Regions from separate parts of the Mus musculus genome. Here region 1 is linked to region 2. The links are chromatin contacts, called in public HiChIP or PLAC-seq maps. All regions are on one chromosome and are shown on one strand. The core of a region is the stretch at or near the end of the contact, and the rest is flanking DNA. Distances in the headings are between cores, read along the strand shown. Region 1 overlaps B3galnt2 (UDP-GalNAc:betaGlcNAc beta 1,3-galactosaminyltransferase, polypeptide 2). Region 2 overlaps Nid1 (nidogen 1).

Region 1 (6,081 bases), core at 2,184-4,683, 490 kb after region 2:
AGCAAACTCGAGCAGGGCACCTAGGGCCTCAGGCCCTACAAAGTTCAGCTCACACACACTGGCCCCTGCTCCCCCAGAAGCCGCCCCACCACCTCCTGTTCCCATCACAGTCCCCCCTCCACCCTCCGTAAAGAGCTTCTTGAAGTAGTGGCTACAGGCAGCCAGCACAGCCCTGTGGGTGTGGTACTCAATACCCTGCGTCCTGATGGTGAGGTCGCACAGCTGACCCAGCCGACGCTGCTCATTCAGGCAGCTCAGGAGCTCGCTGCTGTGGTCTGGGAATGGAATTCCAATCAGGTCATCCTCAGGGCTCCCCATCTTCTCTTAGCCGTCGGGTCTGCTCGCTGGAGCTGCAGAGGCACAGGGTGTTAGAAGAAGCGCGTCCCCCACCAGGCTGGGGGGCTTGGGGCCCTGCTCTGGTCCTGTCTTCTCTCTCTTGCTTCCTACCCCTCCTCCCCTGCCCCTGCCACTCCCAACCCCCCCTCCCTCCACCCTTAGCAACCTTGAAAATCTTTCTTATGCTGGCATAGATGCATATATGTGAGATACCAAAAGCCTGTATACCAATGTTAGTTGTACATATTTCTGGATGCTGAGTTTATGGGTTTTTAACTTTTCAAATAAAGTTTAAAATTTTGTTTCTATTTATCTGTATATTTTACAAGCATAAGTGTGTTTTATTTGAAATAAACTTTTTATGAAATAAGCTGAGTTTACTGTAGTTGAGATGTCATGACTGACTTGAAATTTATCTTACTTATTTATAGATCAATCAGCCTTATTTCCTCACTGGAAATTTAGCCACTATGATGTGGTAGTTGGTGTGTTATCAGCTCGAAATAACCACGAACTTCGAAATGTGATAAGGAACACCTGGCTGAAGAATTTGCTGCATCATCCTACATTAAGTCAACGGTGGGTTTTCTGAATTATTCCCTAACCTGGTTCAAGAATTGAAAAAGAACAAAAACCCCTTAGTTTTAACTAAGATTTATTATTGCAGTCATGTACTAAGGAAAGCTATCAGTTCCTGCTCAGCATGAGAATCTCTTAAGGCTACAGTGAGAGGGAAAGGCACAGGTCTATGGTGGAAAGATACTGGGACTCTTCCAGAGAACATCCTCTTGTGGTTATATTAAACTGTCATTTTCTTGATTGGCTGTTGAGGTAAATTGCAGTTGGGAATTTTCTTGTCACTAATAGTGAACATTTATAGATTTCCTATCTTCCTCGTGGCAGCTTCCATTCCTCTTCCTGATAGCTTTCCTTAGTACATGATTGCAATAATAAATCTTATAACCTAACAAGGAATCCGGGCCTCAGAACCATCTCCAGAGCTTGAGCTGTCGTTCCCAGCCAGAACATGCCAGCAACTACTCAGACCAAAATCATGGTGTTAGCGTCTCCTTTCTTTCACTTCCCATGTACCCACTCACATCTTGTTTGTGCAGCTTGTAGGTCACACTCGGATTCAGACTTCTCACACCCTTTACCGTATCCACACTGTCTTCACCTGTCGTTTGGATTATTGCAGAAGATCCTCCATATGGATTGCTTGCTTTTCCATTAGACACATTCCATTATTCCATATTCGGTTTTCCATATAGCTGCCAGACCAGAATGATCCTCTTAAGATTAGTCAAATTTTGTTAACTTTTTATTCATAACCCTCCATGATGTGTGTATGTGTGTGATGAGTATAATTTCACTCATCACTCCCTCACTCATGCACACACTTGCCTATATCCATTGTCTTTTCTGATCTTAGAATAAAGTCCTATCAGGAGTTTAAGGTCTTCCTCAGCTTATAGTGAGTTTGAGGCCACGCTAGGCTACATGATGCCTGTCTCTAAATAAATATAATAAAAATTCCAAATTATTGTAGTCATTCAATCAGTCTACATTTTCTTCTATATAATCACTTCACTGTGTTTCCCTCATATTATAACATTTTAATTTTTCATTGTATTTGCTCACACTTATCCTCACCATCTCATCCTTCCTATGATGAGTCCCCCCCTCTAAGGAGTCTACCCTTCTGTTTTCAAAACACACACACAAAGTCTGTCTTCAGCTGTGGGAAATACATATGATACCGTCTTTCCCATTCCCTATCCCCTTTCCCCCTACCTCCGGTACACTACACGAGCTCCTGCTTCAGAGCCTTTGCTCTTGCTTTGACCGCTCTTTCACTACATGTCTCCATGGTAGCATTCCTTCAAGTCTCTGGTAGATTCTTCTCTAGCTGACAGTCTGGGATTAGATAGCACTCCACTTCTCCATCCCTGGCTTCCCTGCTTGACTTTATTATTAGATGTATCACCAGCTGGCATGTGTAGTACATCTATAAGTCACTCATCATTCCCCTAGGAGGTGGGCTCTTTGATTTTATCTCCTGGTAGATTCCCCAGGATCTCTAACCTAACTTGGCCAAGAATAAAATAGATATTTAACAACAATTGAGTGAATGCCTTGGAACTAAAAATAATGAGTATAATTTATACCAGAAATTCATTTGCCTTTGAAGCAGTTACTTAAATGAAATAAACTTGTGGTTTGTTTTCTGAAAATAATGGATAATCTATATAAAAACAGATTCAAGACCAAAAGTAACTTTCTAGGGCATAGTAGTTATATGAATTTAGTAAGGTTATTAAGATAAATAAAGAAGACGAGTATCATTTAGTTAGCATATTCATGTAAAAACAGTGCATTCTGTGGTTATGGAATTCTTTGGTATCTTGTGTTTTAACAAAGGAGTCAAACATGTTATTTATATTATGAGGACTGTGTTTGATTTCAAACCTCTGTAATAGGCTGTAGTTTATCACTTTAATGTATCCTAAGCAGGTAGTGCACTGTGTGTGCTAGAACACAAAGGTGCAACTGGAGTCTAGGGGACTTGAAGTTTAGTACATATAGGTAGGTTGATAGTACAGTATAGGGTACAATGGAGATATATGTAAAATAGCCTGGAATAGCCTGGAGAGCTGGTTCAGCAGTTAAGAATACTTGCTGCTCTTCCAGAGAAACCTGAGGTCTGATTTCCCACACCTTCATCTGGTGCCTTGCAACCTCCTGGAATTCCAGCTCCAAGAAATCAACTCCCTTTTCTAGCCTTTGCGGGCACACTCATAGGCAGTGCAGGCAGGCAGACAGAAGATGATAAAATCAGTCTTTTTAAATAACCCGGAGTGCTTGAGAACATCAGTCACATGTAACCTGGGGTTCTGGGAGGTGAGTGCTGGAGCAGAGGCAAAGCCTAGGAAGGCAGAAAACAAGAGGACACAATAAAAGTGGGGAAAGGAAAGGAGGAAAGGCCTGTGTCTGTGAGAGGTCAGCAGTCTCCTGCATAGCTCATGGCAAGCAGGTGTGTAGGAGCAGACTTGTTCAGACAAGAACTCTGAGGGGTGTGACTACTTCGTAGTGACTCATCAGAATCTGTAGAGGGAACAGGAGGTGTCTGACTTGAGAGTTGTGAAATCCTCAGGCAATGTGCTAAGTATGACGAGAAGAAAAAAAAAGCTCAGCTGAGGGTGCTTGAGCTCAGGCACCCTCAGGCTATGGTGTACTCTGTAAATGTTTATTGAATGGCTCCCTGAAAAAAAAGTGTATTCTTATGTACCTAGGTTTATCACAATTTTATTGACATAAAGACTTATAGCACATAATTGATAGTTAATAACATGTAGTACTCTGTAAAATTAGTAAATTCTATTTGGTCAGTTAATTTTCATAAAATGCTTCTATTTTTCCAGAACATTAAATTTGTAATAAATTTATGGGTGTAATCACCAAAGCCATATAGCTCTGAAGTAAATATTTTAGGTTAAAGAATAAGACTTAAGTCTGAAGAGGGAGCTCTACTTGCTCTGCTAGAGAACCCAGGATCAGTTCTAAGCGCCCTCATGGCAGTTCACAACTGTCTTGTAATTCCAGTCCCAGGGGACCCACTACCTTCTTTTGACTTCATGGGAACTACATTGCATGTGGCACCCAGATGTTCATGCAGGCAAAATACCCATACACATAAAAATAATGTTCAAATTTTTTTCTGCTAAGATATGTCAGTATTTATTCTTAGTCAGTGAAGTCAGTGACTTCTTTGTTGGATCATCTAATAGTTTTTGGACATTGAAAACCTATTCAGCCGGATGTGGTGGCACACGCCTTTAATCCCAGCACTTGGGAGGCAGAGGCAGAGGCAGGTAGAGAAAAAGAAAACCTATTCCTATTTTTTTAGTACTGTTCAGAAAGTAAAGGCTGGAAATGTATTACATGTAGGCTTAATCTGCACTAATAACATTTTCTCATAGTCTAGAGAAACAGTGATACAAGAAATCGAGTCCTTATTGTTTATCAATTTCTGTGGTTTAGATATTTTCACAAAGGCCAACTACTATGATGTAATTTCAAGCAACTAATGTGAAGTAATTGGGCACAGAATTGTAAAGAGATACAGCATGACTATTCCATCCAGTAGATAAAAGTATAAATAACCTTAGTAAGAAACCCAGGAAGTGGAGAACTTAGTGTTTCCTTGTTTTAAATATATTTAGTTGTTTCTGTAAATTAATAAAGACTGTACTTAACCATTTACAAAATTTGTTGAAAATTTGACAACTGGTTCTCTTAAGCTAGCACTTTAGAACTCAGCTCCTTGTGGGTAATCTAGATGACAATGCCAAAAAACTTGAGGATTGAGTACTTGGAAGTTGTGTTGACACTAGATGTTCAAGTTTAAGAATCATTCTTGGACCAGTTATAGCCTTAGGGATAAATAAGTGTTGCCAGAGGATAGAGAGAAGAATGAGTAGACCAAAGAGAGATGAAGGCAATAGGTAACCTGAGTAACAGATCACAAGGCAACCAGTGACACAAGGTTTGAGAACGGTACAGACCGCCTCCTACAGAAACATTAATCTAGTGAGGGAAAAGGAAAATTCTAAATGCAGCTTCTGAGAAGTTGATATTACCGTGATCTGCTGTTAGCTAACATGAGCATTTGCTGGTAGCCAAGCCAAGCATTTACACCTGCTTTAGTATACAGAAGAGAGCTCATATAATGCCACTCAGTAGTTAGCAGCCCTTGGGTTTCATGCCCTCTCCTTTTGTTAGGCCAGAAAAATAAAGTTATAAATCAGCCTTCATAAATGCTAGGGCCTCAAAGGTCTGAAATGAGCGTGAGGTCTATTAATGACTTTAATGCCAACCCATCTTTCAGTGTGCTTGTGAAGTTCATAATAGGTGCCCGTGGCTGTGAAGTGCCTGTGGAAGACAGGGAGGATCCTTACTCCTGCCGACTGCTCAACATCACCAATCCAGGTGCGTTGTCCTCTAGGCTGCTATTCTTAAATTCGTTGTCAAGTAAAAGGTACTAAATTTTATGGGAGAGTCTATTTTTAATCAACAAAATATTTGTCATCAAAATTTATGTTCCAGCCTTTCTGACAGACTTATTAGACTTATTAGGGCATCTCTGAGATTATTTACTGACACAGATTTTCAGGGTTGTTCTTCAGGAAGACAGTGCATCTGAAAAATTAGATTACTCGCTGTATTATTAGTCAGGGTTCTCTAAAGTCACAGCATTCATGGATAGTCGCTATAGTAAGGGAATTTGTTATGATGACTTACCATCTGTAGTTCAGCTCCCCCCATGGTCATCTGTGAATGGGAAGTCCAAGAATCTAGTAGTTGCTCAGTCCCACAGGCTAGTTGTTTCAGCTGGCCTTCTGTAGAAGTAGCTTCCAGCAGATGTGCTGGCAAGTCAATGCAAGCGGGTGAAGAAGAGTGACTCTTGCTTCTTCCAATGTCCTTATGTAGGTCTCCAGCAGAAGGTGTGACCCAGATTAAAGGTGTGTGCCACCATGCCTGGATCTGGTGCTTGTTTTTCCCAGGCTGACCTTGAACTCAGAGATCCCTTTGCCTTAGTTTCCTGGGATTAAAGGTGTGTACTCGCTTGCTTGAGCCTAAACTTTTCATAGCCACAAGATCTCCTTGCCAAGATCCAGGTCAGAAACTTGTATGTCCCAGCCTCAAATTCTGGATCACAGGTGAACCCTCCAATTCTGGATTGTA
Region 2 (5,782 bases), core at 498-2,997:
TCATGCCTGTGTGTGTGCTTGTGTGTGTCTGTGTGTGCATGTGTATGTGTGCCTGTGTGTGTATGCCTCTGTGTGTGTGCCTGTGTGTGTGTGGCTGTGTGTGCATGGCTGTGTGTATGCCTCTGTGTGTGTGTAGTGTTTGTATGTGCACACATGTGGATGCCAGTGGTCCACATTAGGTGTTTTCCTCTCTTGCTCTCCACTTACTCTTTTGAGATGGGTCTCTCACTGAACCTCAAGCTTACCAGCTGGTGAAGCTGATCAGCCAGCCCCAAGGGTCCTCTCGTCTTTCCTCTCCATCCTAGTGCTGAACTTACAAGGGTACATTGCCACACCAGGCTCTTTATATGCTGGGGTCCTTATGCTTATGTAGTGCTGGGACTCTTAATGTCTGTGATGCACATTTGTGGGTGTGGTTTTTATTCTGTCTGTTATCAGTCATGTGGGAGAGACGAGAGGTGTTAGGATCCCGAGGCCCCTGGTGCACAGTGGTGGGTACCTAGCATTCTGCCCATTAGTAGCCACATGCAACAGAGGCAGGGGCATTGGGATATCCAGGCTTATGGCACACAATCACAAGTATTTCCCACAGCAATGCCACCTCTTTGCTTTCCTAATGAACAGACACATTCCCCTCTTTGGAAGGTAGGGGAAAGCTATCTTCACCTTGTTCCTTTGTTTCTGGCCCAGGCTCTCCACAACGGGTCAATGGCAAGGTGAAGGGAAGGATCTTCGTGGGGAGCAGCCAGGTCCCCGTGGTGTTTGAGAACACTGACCTGCACTCCTATGTGGTGATGAACCACGGGCGCTCTTACACAGCCATCAGCACCATCCCTGAAACCGTCGGCTACTCTCTGCTCCCCCTGGCACCCATTGGAGGCATCATCGGATGGATGTTTGCAGTGGAGCAGGATGGGTTCAAGAATGGGTTTAGCATCACTGGTAATTGACATTCCCAATTAGAATAAATGGGCTACATAGTCATGGGAGAGATCTGAGAATGAATGGGTTTGGAGCTCTGTCTGCAGACACCTGGAAGCATTTCATTTGTGGACAGGGGCCCTCTAGTTCTTCCTCAGAAATAAGGACCAGGAGAAATTCATGTATAGCATATTCATTAAAGGAGACCATATAGAATTATATTTTGGTGGAGGAATGGTTTCTTGATGGGGATTTAGAAGCCCCCATGTTTGGTGCTGAGGAGGAAACATAGCTGCTGAAGTGCTTGTCTTGCAAGCATAAGGACCTGTATCCATTTCCTGGAAGCCACGGAGAGAGCCAGGTATGATGGCATGTACTGATGATACCAGCCTTAGGAAAGCAGAGACAGGAAAAATCTCCAAGGCTGACCTCTGGCTGCCACACATACCCATACACATAGGTATAGCCCCACACCCACAACCATGCACACGTCCCTTCACCCCTATGTCCAAAATGCAGTCATGCACACAAACCTGAGCATACAGATACACCCTCACACATACAAACTTGCAGAGACCTGCACACAAACATAGAAAGGCCTCCAAGGTTGAACAAGAGTTACCAACTCCTGCATCTCATCCATCTGAAAGGGGCCTAACCTCTTCATATCTCCAGGGAAAAGAGCCTGCCACTTCTAGCTGGTAAATCTAACTTGATCAACACCATCCTCTTGAGTACCAGGAACCTTTGGAGGCTCTCCGAGGCCATGCCCTGTAAGGGAAGGCTGAGTCTTTTGTGAATGTGTGGGCGGATCACTGAGGGGATCTCAACTTGAGGTTACAGTGTCTTCTTCCTGTTCTTCCAAGGTCAACTCCAAGTAGATGCTGGGTGGAGCCCAGGGTGGAGGAGTCTTTGCCTTAGGGTTTCTATTGCTATGGTGAAATACCATGACCAAAAGCAAGCTAAGTGACCAAAGCAGCTTGGGGGAGGAAAGGGTTAATTTAGCTTACATTTCCACAGCACCATGGAAGTCAGGACTGAAACTCAAACAGGGCAGGAACCCAGAGGCAGAAGCTGATATGGAGTCCATTGGAGAGGTCCTGCTCACTGGCTTGCTCTCCGTGGGTTGCTCAGCCTACCTTTTTATAGAACTCAGGACCACTTGCCCAGGGGTGGCACCATCCACAATGGGCTGTCTCCTCCCACATTAATCATTAGTTAAGAAAATACCATACAGGCTTGTCTATAGCCCGATTTTATGGAGGCATTTTCTCAACTAAGGCTCCTTCCTCTCCAGTGACTAGCTTTTGTCAAGCTGGATAAAACTCATCAGCATTCCCAGGACCTTCACCCATTGTCCTGGGCTGGGCACACTAGCCCTGCCTCCTCCTCCTCCTCACTAGATTTGCCTTCTCCCTCTGCTCTTCCTTCCCGAAAGCACTCCCATCATGTCACAAGTATCCACGTGTCCCTTCCCACATCCCTTTAGCTCTTTTCTTCCCTCCTCATGCTCTCCTTTCTACTTCCATGTGTTCTATAAATACGTATTTAAATACATAATGATGAACATGTGAATTTAAATCTAGATTATGGAGAGATACCACACAACATTTGTAGCTCTAAGTCTAGCTCAGTTAACAAGCCAGGTCACAATGAGTTGTTCGCTTGCCTCTCCCTTCAAGAACCTAGGGCCAGCAGGAGGGTGTACTTGCCCGATGGGAGGGTGACAGGCCTGTTTTACTTTCCAGGGGGCGAGTTTACCCGGCAAGCTGAGGTGACCTTCCTGGGGCACCCAGGCAAGCTGGTCCTGAAGCAGCAGTTCAGCGGTATTGATGAACATGGACACCTGACCATCAGCACGGAGCTGGAGGGCCGCGTGCCGCAGATCCCCTATGGAGCCTCGGTGCACATTGAGCCCTACACCGAACTGTACCACTACTCCAGCTCAGGTAAGTCCCAGACCTGGAGTCCCAGGGCAGGCGGCTGCCAGGCTGCCTGTGCCCACCCACTGTGATGACCTTGAGTTCCTGGGGCAGTCTCCTGGGATCTGTAAAGGGAAACACAGAAGGCTATTCTTTATTTTAATCCCTTTCTCCCTAAGCACTGCAGAAGACACGCTTGAAGAGAATTGAATATAAAAAAAGAAAACAAGGTGTATTGGGACACATCAGCCATTCCTGCCCTTGGGAAGCTGACCTAGGCCAGCCTGAGCTACATAGCAAAAACCAAAACACCCAGAAACTGGAGTAGGAACTATCTCAGTTGGCGAGGGCTTGCTTACATACATTGAATGTTTGAAGCCCTGAGTTCCGTCCCTGGCACTACATAAGCAGGTCGGGTGTCATATGCCCGTAGTTCCAGCACTTGGGAAGGGGAGCCAGGAAGATTAGAAATTCATGATCATCCTCAGGTACACAGTGAGTTTAAGGCTAGCCTGGGCTACATGAGACCATGTCTTAAAAAAGGAAACAAAATGACATAAAAGAACTCCACAAAATAAGCCTGAATACAAAGATTTAAATATATTTTTGCAATTTTCCCCTAGAGTCTACCATCTATATTAATATTATATGTCGCCACTATTATATAATTCAAGATTTTATTATAATGTATTTATTTGTAGTCTTTACACTTATTTTCCTTCTGGCGTCTGTTTGGAGCTGAAAAGAGTGCAAGAGCTTCTATCTGCTACTTACTCAGCTTGGCTAGTTCCTAGCACTCGCTACCTGAATTATAGCGCGCGCGCGCGCGCACACACACACACACACACACACACACACACACACACAGACAGACACACAGACACACACACACACACACACACATGTACATACGTACACACGTACACTTATGCACATACACACTTCCTTCTCCCTAACTGTCCTCATAGGTCATTGCTTAAGTGCTTCAAGCACCTCTGTCCTAAGAAAAAGAACATTTTCTTACACAGTCCCATCAAAATTATTTAGAAAGTCAGGATTATCTTTAAAACTCTGTAGCCCAAACTTGTCTCCAACTGAAAGTCAACCTCCTGCCTCTGTCTCCCACATGCTGGGATTAGGTTTGAGCCAGCACATCTGGCTTCTGGTATTTAGCATAGGAACCTCAGTATGTAATCTTTGGCCTGTCATTTCCGCTTAAGTCAATTGTACTTCATTATCACATCCGATCATGAATGTTTACTGGTTACGTTAAGTGGCTTTGAAGGACTCTGTCCCTGTCCTCTCGGTGGTCTTCCTATTCTCAGAAGTATAAATTACACTAGTTCCCCACCCACATCCCCACTGAGTTGAAATGACCTTTTGCATGGTGAATGTTGGCCACATTTCCATCTGTTGTTTGTTTGTTTGTTTGTTTATGCTGCTAGGGCCTGAACTGACTCCCCAGGCAAACACTGCAATGCTGAGCTACATCCCAAGATCTTAGTCAAATTTCTGTCTCTTGCAGTATTGGGGATGGAGCCCTGGGCCTTGCATACATACTAGACAAATGCCCCACCACCGAGCTACACCCTCAGCCCCTCTTTTTTTTTTTTAAATAAAGTTTTAGTTTTTTATTTTTTAATTAGTATTGGATGAAAAGGAGAAGAAGGATAGGAAGGGACATGACTGCCCCTAGGTGTGGTGGAAGAGAAGTTTATTTTATAGAGGGAAAGCACAGTCTGAGGCAGAGATGTCTGACAGAATCCAGAGTGGATTCAGTGCCACGTGAGGAGAGGGAGGGGGGAGGGGAGATGGGGGAGAGGAAAACCAGGCGCAGCAACCAGGAGGCCCACAGCTACAAAGAGAGGAGGTAACATAAATGGTTGGATTATACAGGGAAGAGCAGCTGGGGAAGGACAGCCCAGCCCCTGGGCTGAAGAGTTCAGAAAAGGGGGGGGGGGGGTATGCCAGCTTGGAGGACCCAGTAACAGGACTGTAGAAACTAAGGGATGTAGGGAGAACCTGGCTAGTGTCTGCTTTGATATGCTAAATAGGTACCTGAGCCATTTGCCCCGGATTGAATTTTTTTTAACTTTTTTTTTTTTTTATAATTAGGTATTTTCTTCATTTACATGTCCAGTGTTATCCCAAAAGTCCCCCATACCCTCCCCCGCCCACTCCCCTACCCACCCACTTCCACTACTTGGTCCTGGTGTTCCCCTGTACTGAGGCAGATAAAGTTTGCACGACCAATGGGCCTCTCTTTCCACCGACGGCCAACTAGGCCATCTTCTGATACATAAGCAGCTAGAGTCAAGAGCTCCCGGGTACTGGTTAGTTCATAATGTTGTTCCACCTATAGGGTTGCAGATCCCTTTAGCTCCTTGGATACTTTCTCTAGCTCCTCCATTGGGGGTCCTGTGATCCATCCAATAGCTGACTGTGAGCATCCACTTCTGTGTTTGCTAGGCTCCGGCATAGCCTCACAAGAGACAGCTCTATCTGGGTCCTTTCAGCATCATCTTGCTGGTGTGTGCAATGGTGTCAGCGTTTGGAACGTAACACGTGTGTCACTAAGTTGCCTAGACTGAACTTGAACTCATCCTTGTAGCTCCAGCAGGCCTTGAACTTGCAGTCCTCCTGCCTCAGCTTCCCAAGTAGCTGGGATGCAGGCCTGCATCATCAAGCCTGACTTTCTGACCCTTTCCTGAGGCTCAATCCCTAGAAACAGATGCTGAGTCAAACAGAATGATGTTTAATAATGCCAGCCACTGTTAAAGCATCCTCCAGGCACGTGGTGCCATGGCCAGGGCTCTGCAACTCCCTTCTCAGGGCTGGGAGCCTGAGAAAGGAGGGAGAGACAGCGCTGAGGTCCCCAGACGGCCTCCAGCCAGATGGCCTGCTGGCAGTCAGCACATGGAGCTGGATGGGAGACAGCG

What was found. HiChIP or PLAC-seq counts read pairs in DNA pulled down with a chosen protein or histone mark.
Region 1: an H3K27ac HiChIP or PLAC-seq map of embryonic stem cells shows a contact between it and region 2, with 4 times the contacts expected there. The contact joins two enhancer-like sites. A contact is called at or near these places in 2 of 115 datasets of contacts at active chromatin or transcription factors (bone marrow-derived macrophages and embryonic stem cells).

Annotation. Positions count from the first base shown.
Region 1 is chr13:13,965,543-13,971,623 of GRCm38.p6, forward strand. It overlaps B3galnt2 (UDP-GalNAc:betaGlcNAc beta 1,3-galactosaminyltransferase, polypeptide 2), which reads left to right. Exons shown (of 12, transcript NM_178640.3): 2 at 768-915; 3 at 5,225-5,325. It also overlaps the pseudogene Gm18856. Among named protein-coding and RNA genes, the nearest start is that of B3galnt2, 14 kb to the left of the region's middle. Within about 2 kb of position 3,434, at least 159 of the 459 cell types and tissues checked have an H3K27ac peak or open chromatin away from gene starts, as enhancers often do. A contact at or near this core is called in embryonic stem cells, where this site is marked.
Region 2 is chr13:13,475,469-13,481,250 of GRCm38.p6, forward strand. It overlaps Nid1 (nidogen 1), which reads left to right. Exons shown (of 20, transcript NM_010917.2): 6 at 691-942; 7 at 2,670-2,870. Among named protein-coding and RNA genes, the nearest start is that of Nid1, 41 kb to the left of the region's middle. Within about 2 kb of position 1,748, at least 5 of the 459 cell types and tissues checked have an H3K27ac peak or open chromatin away from gene starts, as enhancers often do. A contact at or near this core is called in embryonic stem cells, where this site is marked.